4 separate regions of the Mus musculus genome follow, and regions 2, 3 and 4 are each linked to region 1. A link is a contact called in public promoter capture Hi-C data. All regions are on one chromosome and are shown on one strand. Each heading gives the region's core, a stretch centred on a gene start, on an enhancer-like site or on the middle of the called end of the contact. The rest is flanking DNA. Distances are from core to core; before and after follow the strand shown.

Evidence for each region. Promoter capture Hi-C pulls out the DNA fragments that hold promoters and counts their contacts.
Region 2: a contact with region 1 is called in a promoter capture Hi-C map of stem cell-derived epiblast-like cells, with 2.2 times the contacts expected there. The contact joins the promoter of Hsd17b2 here to the promoter of Cmip in region 1. A contact is called at or near these places in 4 of 39 promoter capture datasets (embryonic stem cells, hippocampal neurons, liver and 1 more).
Region 3: a promoter capture Hi-C map of pre-B cells shows a contact between it and region 1. The contact joins the enhancer-like site here to the promoter of Cmip in region 1. A contact is called at or near these places in 11 of 39 promoter capture datasets (the C10 cell line, the HPC-7 cell line, HPC-7-derived erythroid cells and 7 more), 1 of 484 Hi-C or Micro-C datasets (embryonic stem cells) and 5 of 115 datasets of contacts at active chromatin or transcription factors (the 230-238 cell line, embryonic stem cells, forebrain and 1 more).
Region 4: a promoter capture Hi-C map of pre-B cells shows a contact between it and region 1, with 3 times the contacts expected there. The contact joins the enhancer-like site here to the promoter of Cmip in region 1. A contact is called at or near these places in 2 of 39 promoter capture datasets (neutrophils and pre-B cells), 1 of 484 Hi-C or Micro-C datasets (pre-megakaryocyte-erythroid progenitors), 6 of 115 datasets of contacts at active chromatin or transcription factors (the 230-238 cell line, DN3 thymocytes, the HPC-7 cell line and 3 more) and 1 of 9 other capture datasets (adipose tissue).

The regions. Positions count from the first base shown.
Region 1 is chr8:117,255,693-117,258,423 of GRCm38.p6, reverse strand. Cmip (c-Maf inducing protein) reads right to left here and starts at 1,405. Exons shown (of 21, transcript NM_001163262.1): 1 at 1,023-1,405. The coding sequence starts at 1,322.
Region 2 is chr8:117,700,635-117,703,365 of GRCm38.p6, reverse strand. It overlaps Hsd17b2 (hydroxysteroid (17-beta) dehydrogenase 2), which reads right to left and starts at 1,420. Exons shown (of 5, transcript NM_008290.2): 1 at 1,103-1,420. The coding sequence starts at 1,370.
Region 3 is chr8:117,560,946-117,563,676 of GRCm38.p6, reverse strand. The region is part of intron 5 of Plcg2 (phospholipase C, gamma 2); the gene reads right to left. Among named protein-coding and RNA genes, the nearest start is that of Plcg2, 64 kb to the right of the region's middle. Within about 2 kb of position 1,411, at least 77 of the 459 cell types and tissues checked have an H3K27ac peak or open chromatin away from gene starts, as enhancers often do. A contact at or near this core is called in the 230-238 cell line, embryonic stem cells, epiblast stem cells and 2 more, where this site is marked.
Region 4 is chr8:117,528,015-117,530,745 of GRCm38.p6, reverse strand. The region is part of intron 2 of Plcg2 (phospholipase C, gamma 2); the gene reads right to left. Among named protein-coding and RNA genes, the nearest start is that of Plcg2, 31 kb to the right of the region's middle. Within about 2 kb of position 1,390, at least 37 of the 459 cell types and tissues checked have an H3K27ac peak or open chromatin away from gene starts, as enhancers often do. A contact at or near this core is called in the 230-238 cell line and pre-B cells, where this site is marked.

The DNA of each region.
Region 1 (2,731 bases), core at 156-2,655:
CCATGATGTTTAGTAAACACCACGGAGCCTGCCACGGGGGTACGGTCCGTTCTAGACAAGAAGGGGGCCCCTACAAAGATAAGTCCCCAAGCGCCAGGCTAAGGCCCAGCCAGAGCCTGTATTTGAAACTGCCCTTGTTGGAAAACACAAAGCATCCTGTATAGGCCCTGCCCACCGCCCCCACTCCCCCTCCTCGACCCCACCACAGCTGTCTGTCCCCAGGAGGAAGAAGGCCACCATTTGCAGATTCGATTTCCGAAAGCAACTAGTAAGATCCTCCTTTCTCCATCTCATCCAGCTGACCTGGCCCTGGCCACACAGCAAAAAAAAAAAAAAAAAAAAAAAAAAAAAAAAAAACTGTAACAAAACAGGACGCAGCCACAAAACATGCTTACACACGCTCCACAGACAACGCAAGGGCAGGCTGGGCAGCCCAGCTGCTTCTACCCAGAGAACTCGACTATCCCAGGGTCTGAGCGGGTCCAGGACCTCGGCCCCCTGCCCCCCACCCTCCAACCTCCTAACGTGCGAAGGAGATTTTTAGAAAGGGCAGGCACCCGGTTTTGCCTTGCCAGGCCCGGCAGGGGAAAAAAAAAAGGGTAAAGGCAGGCTAAAGCAAACGCAGGAGTTGCTTTCTGGAAATTGTTGGCGCTGGGGGGTTACGGCTTTTATGGAGGAGAGGGTTGCGTTTTGTTTTCTCCTGTAGCTCAGATCCAGATGGGCAACGAGTTCAGAAAAGGAACAAACACCACTATCCTCAGGGCCCAGTCTAGGGTCCCAGACATCAGAAACGCAAGCGTTTAGGCAAAAGTCCCCAAGCGCTCAGCCCGGGTGGGCTAAGTGTCCAGGACACGAAAGAGGATTCCCATAGCCTGCCTTGGAGGATCAAGTCTAGAGGTTCCAGCCCAGCCCCGTGCGCAGGCCGGGACTAGGGGGCCGCGCGCTCGGAGACAAGCAGCGGGGCGCCTCGGTCCCGAGGGACCCCAGCTTGGGAAGCCCCACGGCCACGCAGGGCCACTCACCGTGGCGGATGCTAAGCTGTTGTCGGCCAGCGTTAGGTGGTGCGGCTCCCAGCGCCTCAGGAATTTGGAGGTGAGGATCTTGCTGAGAAAGGTCCGAGGGTGCCGGATGACACAGACCTGAATGTCGCCCTCCTGCAGCAGCTTGTACCTCATCCCGTTGCAAAGCAGCAGGGCCCGGCGGCAAGGCACGGCGCCCATCACCTTGGTGCCCTCGGGGCCAGACACGTCGCTCCCAAGCAGCGGCTTGGTCTCCTCGATCTGCCGGGGGTCGCCGCCGCCCGAGCTGCTCGTCACATCCATGGCCGCGCCGGGGCGGGGGCCGCGCGCGCGATCGCGGCTGGCGTGGGGCCGGGCCGGCGGGGCCCCCGCGGAGGGCCCGCACCCCCCCACCGCCGGGAAGGTGGGGGGGCGTGGGCTGGGGGCGCCCCGCGGGGACGAACGGGAGCGCGCGGGGGCAGGCGGGGGCGCGCGGGGCGCTTCCTGGGCTGCTTCCTTCTAGCTGCTGGGGCGCATGCCGGCGCGAACGGGTTGGCGACTGCGGCGAGGGCGGCGGGCGATCGCGGGGCGCAGAGAGGATCGGGTCCTCGGGGGGCGGGGGCGGCGCCGGGGACGGCGGGCGCGGGCGTGTCTCGGCCTCGCGCGGGCGCGCTGTGCGGTGCGTGTGTCCGCGTCCGTCCGCGAGTGTGTGCTGCGGGCGGGGGCCGCGCCGGCTGCCGGGGAGATTGCGGGAGGCTGGCGCGCGCGATTGGTCCCCGCGGGGTCATGTGCCCGCCCTCTGACGTCAATGGCGGCAACAGCGGCTTCGGCCTCCCCGGGGCGGGCGGAGTCCGGGATGGGCCGGGCCCCGGGCGGGGACTTGGTGGAGGCGGGCGCGGCCCGACGGGAGGGGCGGCCCCTGGGGAGGGGGCCGGGGTTGGGCAAGCGTCGACAGTCCCCGCGCCGCGCCCCGGAATGTGGGTAGTGTTCGAGGGGACGTCACGCGGGCCGCGCCCCCGAGGGTGCACAGCTGAGCACTAGCCCTGCGCCCCTAACCACCACGCCATCCTGGGCCGGGCTTGGGAAATAAAGTCAGCCCCATGACCAAGAGGATGCCGACCAGTACTTCCCCTTCCTAGTCCAAGACTGGGCCGAAAGCTGGGGTTCTGCCCGCTGCACCCCTGACACCGCCTTTCCAACACAAGCTGCTTCCCCAGGGATGGCCAGATGGGTCCACAGAACAGTTTCTTGGGGTTGAAACTATCCCGCTCCACAGAGCTATGCATGGTCGCTCACCACTACAAGCTCAGTACTCAGGGGGGGCTGAGGCAGGAGGATTGCTGTGGGCGCAAGGCCAGTTTGAGCTACATAGTAAATTTCAGGCCAGTCGAGACAGAAGGCCCTGTTTTTAAAAACAAAATAAGATAAATAAATAGGACTGGGGGTGTACCTCAGTTGTCAGGAGAGTGTTTATCTACCATGCACAAGACCCTAGATTGGTTCTCGGACACTACATCACTACCTAACCCCACAAGGTGGCATGAGCATATAATCCTAGCTCTAAGGAAGTTGGAAGCAAGCACTTGAATTCAAGGTCATCTTTGGCTGTGCGTTCGAAGCCAACTTGTAGTATATGTCTGAGAAGAGAAGAGAAGAGAAGAGAAGAGAAGAGAAGAGAAGAGAAGAGAAGGGAAGGGAAGGGAAGGGAAGGGAAGGGAAGGGAAGGGAAGGGA
Region 2 (2,731 bases), core at 171-2,670, 440 kb before region 1:
AACAGAGACAGACAGAGACAGACGTGTACTTAATGGTTCTGTCTTCTTTCGTACAACTGGGAAATACAATAACTACTCGACTTCACTGTTGTATCTTAAACTCAGAGAAGCTGATGTCCTGCCCTTCCACACCCCAGCCAGAACCAAACCGTGCTCACAAGAAGAATCTTTGTTACTGGATTTAAAGTAAAAAAAAAAAAAAAAAAATTGATTCATCAGTCCACGAGTCCCCTGCTGACCACAGCCAGGGGCCCCAGCCACAGGTGATGACTTCCTTATGCAGGGGTGACACCCTCCTCACAAGGTGACTCTGCCGATGGCCTTTCCTCTTCTTTCCAGGCCTTTCTGGGTTAGGATCACTTGAGGGAATTCTAGTTGCAGCTTTCACCAAACAAACCCGTTTTACAACTCCAAGGAATCTAATTTGGCCGCCTCGCGCTTACTGCAGAAGAGCCTGCAGAAGAAGTGAGAGGCTGGCAGCTCAGCTAATGAGCAGCTAGCTCCGTGTGCACGCACTGCCAGTTTGATCTAATTAAGAAGCACTAATACACTAATGACATATAGAGAAAAGGTTCAAACAGGACAACAGGGTGGTTCGTGGTTCGGGACAGCAGCCTGGCAAATTGCAAAGGCTCAAAGTACAGTGGCGTCCCTAGACACACAGTATTGTGCCAAAGCTGACTGGCCACCTTCCTTCCATACATAGAGGGGTGACCAGGCCTAGGACCTAGATAAATAGTCACCTCAGAACAGAATAGCAACCAAGCCTGAAGAAGTCTGTCAGGTATTTCCTGGTACAAGAACACACGTGAAATGATGCTGTTTTACTTATTTATATTTATTCCTAGGAAATTAACACACTCATTGTATAGATCTGTGGCCCTGAGCAATTGTCACGTTTTGTCTTACCACTGGCTCCTTCCAAAGCCCATCCAAACCAAAGGACACGCAAAAAGGCAGTGAGAACCACTCGGGTATGTGCTGCCTGTCATTCACTCTAAGCACTTCCCACTCAAGCCAAAACTGACAGTGTCCCCCCACTGAGGACAGAGAGTATCAGACTCTTCTCCGCAGGACAATCACAGGAATGCTGGCCACTTACCTGTCACCAGCACGGCCTTTTGATCCACAGGTAACAAGTCTTGGTCAGATGAACTCATATACAGAAGAAGGAAGCAGGCCACGGATAAGAGGAACAAGGTGCAGAGGAGGGACAGACTGAGCAGGCAGGCACCTCCCCAGAGGCCAGCGAGACACACCGCCTGGCTCCGCAGCTGCCTGCCACTCCGGCATCCGCAGAGAAGCGTGCCCCCCAGCACTGCAGCGGCAGCCAAGCAGAGCCATGCTGACTCAGAGGCAAACGGGCTCATTCTCCACTGGCCTTCACTTGCTCTGGGCCAGTGAATACTGTGAGTGCAGAAGCTGGCTGGAGGCAGCCCAGGCTTATATGAAGGGAGAGGCAAGCGGGAGGGGGGAACGACAGCCCCCGCACCCTTTGAACAAGCATGTTAAAGGTAGTGATAGGGGAGACTACTCCCAGGATGTAATTTAAACTGTGCACTGTGATATAAATACCTGCTCATTCCCCTAAGGCACTCAACACTTACACATGAGCACACGTACACACACAAACACACACACACACACACACACGTACACACACACATACACACACACACAAATATACACACACCTACACAGACATATAGACATACACACATGCACATACACACAAATAGGCACATACACACAAATAGACACACACACATCGTAACACACAGACATAATACACACACGGACATACACACACATACAGACATACACACACTTACACATACACACATACACGCACGCGCACACGCACCCTCCCACCTGACAGATGTTTACTCAGATAATGATTGACAGACTTGGAATCACAAGAAGACAATCTCCTTTGGATGTGCCCTCTCTGTGTTGGTTGAGTTCTTTTGCTAACTCCGAGTGTATCTGTATGTGTGGCTGTGAGTGTGTGTGTGTGTGTGTGTGTGTGTGTGTGTGTGTTATCCAGGTAATCAGTGAAGCTTGGAAAGTGGATTCTAAGAAGAGAGCATCCCCGATCTGGCCTGTATCTGGAGGACTACTGCCAACTGAGACAGGTTAAGGGCTCAATGAGCCAAAAAAAGGCTCACCTTAGAGGCAGATGGAAGGTGCCTGTGTCTTCCCAGAGGGCAGTTGTGCCAGAGAGAGACCATAGCAATGACAATCAGACTGAGAGAAGCTGTCAGAACCAGTGCTCTGCTCAATTCTGACTCAGTCTACCCTGTTGGAGGCTCTGTTCTTGGTAGTAGGACTCGGTCTCCGAATAGGATGTCCTTACAACATTTCTATTCGTGTGGCAATAACGAGAGAGGCAATCAATAGGAGACTAGAGAGATTAGGAGCCGGAACGCAGCAGGGTGTCAATCCCCGGCATTGCCCTTTGAACCACCCACTGTCTGCTTTCGGTCAAACACAGAAAAGCAACCCCTCCTGTGCTAGTTCCTCCTTTTGCCCAGCTTGCATCTTACACAATCCTTTGTTAGAGTCAGCTTGTAAACTAGAAAATTCAGGCTGGGAGAGGCTGTACTTTATCCAAGAGCAAGGAATCTGAATCCACACACCTGTGACTCACCAGCTCAAGAGCCCTTCTGTAAAAACTGGAGAGATAGTTCAGTCTCTATATATAGGTATCTGGGTATTATATACCATGAGC
Region 3 (2,731 bases), core at 162-2,661, 310 kb before region 1:
TGGGACAGGCTCTCACCATGTAGTCCTCAGCATCTGAGGGCAAAGATGACAGGTGTGTGCCTCCAAACGCGGCTAACCTCACAAAACTTTCTAGAGCAGTGCCTATGTTCTCTATTGGTGCTGGTTGGCACACCAGCAGCCAACCCCACACAGCTACTCTGATGGGTGAACTGGGCCACGCACTGTATCTGCCACTGGCCCATGCACTCAGCAACCCCTACATTCACTGTGTAGATCAAGGGCCCTGCTATTTGCAGCTGTTTAGGGACCACTACTTCCCAAGGATTAGCCAAACTGCACATTCTTCGGGGTCTGGACCCCCACATTTAAACTGGCAGAGGAGGAGGAAGAGGGCTGCTTCACCATGCCCTCAGGAAGTGAGAATTCATTTCCCTTGAGAACTATTTCTCAACCCTGGGCTACATAGTGAAACATTGTCTCAAACGACATTGCTGGGACTGGAGAAGTTACACTGGCTCCTCTTTTCAAAAGACCTTGGGGGGGGGGGTCCATTCTGCACACCCACCTGGCAGCTCACAGCCGTCTGTAACTCCGTTCCAGGGAAGCCTACCTGGCCTCCCTTGAGCATCATATATACACACAGTGTGCACACATACATGCAAACACATACTTATAAAATAAACCTTTTAAAAAAAAAATCCCATACCTACAATGATGGCCAATGCAACGGAATCCGCACAAGTGTGGCTTGGGTTATCAACCACATGAAACCTATTTGCATCCAGGAGCTCTCCCACCTGCAGCGCCTCCCCTTCCATATCCCTTGCAGACCCAACAGCCTTCCCTCGGTCCCTGCAGATCTGAACAAGAAAGTCTGTTCTGCTTATGCAAATTCAGTGGTATAACCCAAGGGGCAAGGATGGAGGGAAATCGTGTTGATAAGGATGAGGAAGAAATAAACTATCTGTGCGCTGCTGAGGGGCCTATGTGAGGACATGACCAGTATGGAAAATAGCGCAGGTGTTCCTCAGAACCGTAACCAGTTCCCACTGATCCAACAGGAAGGGCAGGGCTCCCTGCCGGTGTTTCTACGCATGCGTGCACACTGAGTCACAATGGCAGAAGCACGAGAGAGAGCAAACTTTGGAATATTATTCGGCCTCAAAAAATAAAGTGGTTCTGCTACTCCGCCGTCGGAGGCAGGGGGAATCACAAGTCCAAGGCATGCTGCCTAGACAACCATGTGAGACCCTGTCTCTCAAGAGAAAAAGTAAAAAGAAGGCTTTAAGAAGGATGTAGCTCCACGGGATAGCGCTTGCCCGCGGTGGGGATAAGCCCCTTGAGAGCCTTACTCCAAGTGAAATCGGCAAGAGTGTTACGGCACTGAAGGCAGCCAAATCGAACAGGACACGGCTCCCAGAACTCCAGGAGGGAGGTATTAGCTTACAGGTGATTCTGCTAGACTCCTCCCAGGGACCTAGCTACAGCTTATGTCATCATCGGAGCCCTCCCCCCTCTCTCCCCACGTGTTCCCAGCCGGGCTTCCTCCCCCCACTCCCACCCCCCTTCTGCCTTCGTGGCTCTGCTCCAGTCTGCCTGCCTCCACCCCTTTTCTCCAGGTAGAGACAGAGAAAGACAGAGAGAAAAATGTAGAGGCCGGCCATGAGCACGTGGCGAGAGAGGGTGGAAGGGGCGAGAGGACGGAGTGGGAGCAAGAAAGCAAGAAGAGAGGACAGAGGGAGCGAACAGCCCCTTTTACAGTGAGTCAGGCATACCTGGCCGTTGCCAGGTAACTGTGGGGAGCTTAAACAAAATGCTAACACTCACTCCCCTCCCTTCCCCAAATAAACCTCCCTTATACCAGGTTTGTCACATGGAGTAGCTTGGCATGGACCCACCAGGAACCCCAACCAACCGCCGCACTGTATTTCACAAGGGGGGAGGGGAGAGGGGGGCCTGTGGTGTCATGGTTTAATGATGACCCTGTCCGTGAGCTGGAACTTGCCGCCCACTCACGAGATGGAACACAGCAACAGCTGCACAATGCTATGAACGCAATTAACCCCACAGAACTGTGCACTTAAAATTCTTACAAGGTAAGCGTGACGCTGTAGAAGCCTTACTGTCATTTTAAATTCTTTTTTATTTTTCTTTTTTCTTGCAACGTTATTTGGCTAGGGTAAGAAACAATGTCTGCATGATAAGCAGAGCAAGCCTACAAAGAGTGGTGTGTTATCCTCAACATGCTGGCTGGCTTTAGGCACAAGACCTGATTTCTCTGGGCCTCAGTGTCTTTACATGTAAAATGGGTGCCTCGCCCAGTGGTTGGCTGGGAGCATTTGGTTGGCATGGGATGTGCCTAATCCAGTGGCTGTTGCCAAGCAAGTCCATCACAAAAGCCAGCTGCTACCATTTTGCCCTAGGAGAAGTTAGAAGCTGGACAGAACTTGGGCCAAGGAAAACATCTGGGGTTCGGGCTCCGCCTGAGCTAGGCCAGTCCATTCTTGCCTCTGGCAGCTTCTGTTTTCCTCTGAGAAACGGGCTTAGTCAGAGGCTGTGGGAGACAGGAAAGGGAGGGAAACTGGCCAGGCTGCTCTTTCTGGAGCACTCTGGGATCAAAGTTCCTTCTGAAGTATCCCTGCAGCCTCCTAGAGAAGGTGAGACTTTCTATTTCTCAGTGCTGACAAGCAGCAGGGCCTGCCTGCTGGGAGGGAGCTGGAAGAGGAGCTGGGTGGAGGGACAGCCAGGGAGCACCTCCAGAAACAGGGAG
Region 4 (2,731 bases), core at 141-2,640, 270 kb before region 1:
CCCAGCTCAGGACATCCTCCTTAATCCCAAATGCATGACCCTTGGGAGTCGGTGTTCACCAATGAAGGTGGTGTCATGAGAAAGGACAAGGAGAGTAAAGGACACCAGGTGGCAATAAATGGGATGCCCCCGACGTGGGATGTCCCCTCAGCTGTGGCTTTACTCTTTAATTCTAGTACCTAATGTATGGCATGTAAGACACATACAAGAGGGTCATGACCCAGCCAAATGCAGTCACAGCAAAGAGCCAGGCCTGAAGTGTCCTACCAAGCCTAGGATTGCCTCTTCTGCAGAAGTTGATGGACTTTCAAAGGCTCCCACCCCCAAGAAAGCAGAAATAACAGCTTTTCTAGTTTGATTTATATATGTGTGTGTGTGTGATATATATATATGTATATGTATCTTGTATGCTAATATGTCTAAGTATATGTAGTATATGCCTGTGTGTGCACAAGAACCTGCTTACACATAAGTGTGAAGCAGCCAAAGGCTCACTTTCACTGGTTTTATCTGCCACTCCCCACATCAGTTTCTGAGATAAGCTCTCTTATTGAACCTGGAGCTCACTCATTCAGATAGCCTGGCTCACCAGCACACCCCGAGAATCCTTCTGTCTCTAATCCCTCAGTACTGTGCTTATAGACCTGTGACACCGTGGCGGGCTTTTTTATGTGGGTGTTGGGATCTGAGCTCAGGTTCTCATGCTTGGATAACAAACACTTCACCCACTGAGATCCCCAGACCTTCCCTCCTGTTCTTTTGCATATATGTATAGTGTGTGTGTGTGTGTGTGTGTGTGTGTGTGTGTGTGTGTGTGCAAGGACGCCAGATGTTAGGCATTTTCCTCTGTCACTCCACACCTTATTCACTGAGGCAGGATCTTTCAGTTGAACACAGAGCTTGCAAGGACAGCTAGTCTAGCCAGCAGCTTGCATTGAGGACCTCTCTCCACCTCTGAGCCCAGGAATTACAGGCAGACCACCACACTCATCCGCTGCTCAGCATGTATGAAAGTGCTATCGATCTAAATCCCAGTCCTGACACTTCCAATGTGAGCACCTTGCCTACTGAGCCATCTCCTCCCCAGCCCCAACCCTTCTTTTTAAAACTAGGTCTTCTTCTGTAGCCCAGACTAACCTGGGGCCCATGCTGGCCTCAAAGTCCCTGGGTGTTGGGATTACATTTGTCACCACACTCGGCAAGAACTTTACAACTTGAAGCTCATACCACAGAGGGGAAAAAAAAAAAACGAGACATTACCCCAAGAGCACCCTCTCCACACCCCTACCCTCAGCTCACCCTGACCCTGACCCCGGCTGGGTAAGGCAGCTGGTGGCAGACAGAACAATGTAGAACCTGGCTAATATAGAGCCTGCCACCAGCTCAAAGAAACAGTTCTGCAGCAGGTGCTAGCTTAACCACAGGACTCTGCTACGTGGCCATACAAGCCTGCCTACAGGATTAGCTTCAGAACACCAGACACTTGGGCCTCAGAGAATAGACTGTTCAAGTCGGGGGGGTATGGTGCAGAAATACCAAGATTTGACCAGCAATTGAGTTACCTAGCAAGCACTGAACAACCTCAGCACCCTGTCTCTGCCTCTCCACACTACCACAAAGTCCCACATACCCTATGGCTTCTTGTTGGGCTGAAATCAGGGGCGCTCGGAGCCTGGCTACTCCCTGAGGCTCAGGAGACCCATAGTCTGGTCCTTCTTTTCTTTATATGTGTAAGACAAGCACTGTGCTGAGCTACAAACCTAGCCCAGATTCCTTGATACACAGTCCCATTCTGTACCCACTCCACCCTCTCTTCCTGTCCCTATGCCATGGCTCACCTGATCTGCTTGTCACCAGGCCTCTTGAGCACACTGGATCTACCTTCATAGCTCAGGAGCCTCTCCCCGCTCAGTGAGCCTCACTTGCCTGTACGCACAGCCTGAGCCAAGGAGCATCTCAGGCTCACAGGTTTTGGGGGTCTGGGGGAGGAGGTTACAGAAGTGACTATTCATGCCTGCAACCTTCCCTCCCAGGCCAGTGGCCTGCAAGAGAGGAGATATTTGTCCCATCTCCTCCCTGCCAGCCGCAATGATGAAGCTACCAGGAACCAAGTACAAGTCCAGGACCAAGAGGAGAGGAGAAAAGAAAATGGAAGAGAGACAGGGAAACTCCACACAGCCTATCCACCATGTATCAAATACAACGTAAGCTGCGCTTCATACATACTGGAAGGTCTGCTCTCATCTTCTTCATCATTGTGGCTCAGACCAAGTCACACGGCTTGCAAATGGTAGGTTGGGGATTTGAACCTGAGCCTCTCTGGCTCTCATTTTGTGATGCTCTGAACCAAACACCGGGATATTTTCAAGTTCCTTGGGGATTCTTTTGTTCAAAAAAACAAAACAAACAAACAAATAAACAAAAAACAAAAAAAAAAAAAAGAAAAGAAAAACCCTTTCCTTCTGGGTAGGAGATTATGTAAAGCATCTGCGGCTGCCCCCTCCCCGCCCCCCCGGGCTTGGCGACTTAGAAGATGATCTATTTTGGGGTTTTGCGCACCAGTGACCCATAGCTCCCCCACCCTCCTCTGTGCTTTTCTCTACACAGCCACTTCCTGGGGCTCAAATGAAAGTCTGGAGGGCCAGCCCAGCACAGGCAGGGTGTATAACAGCTAGCAAAGCCTCACCAAGCCCATTAGAACATCAGGGCCCATCTGAAAACAAACTCCAGC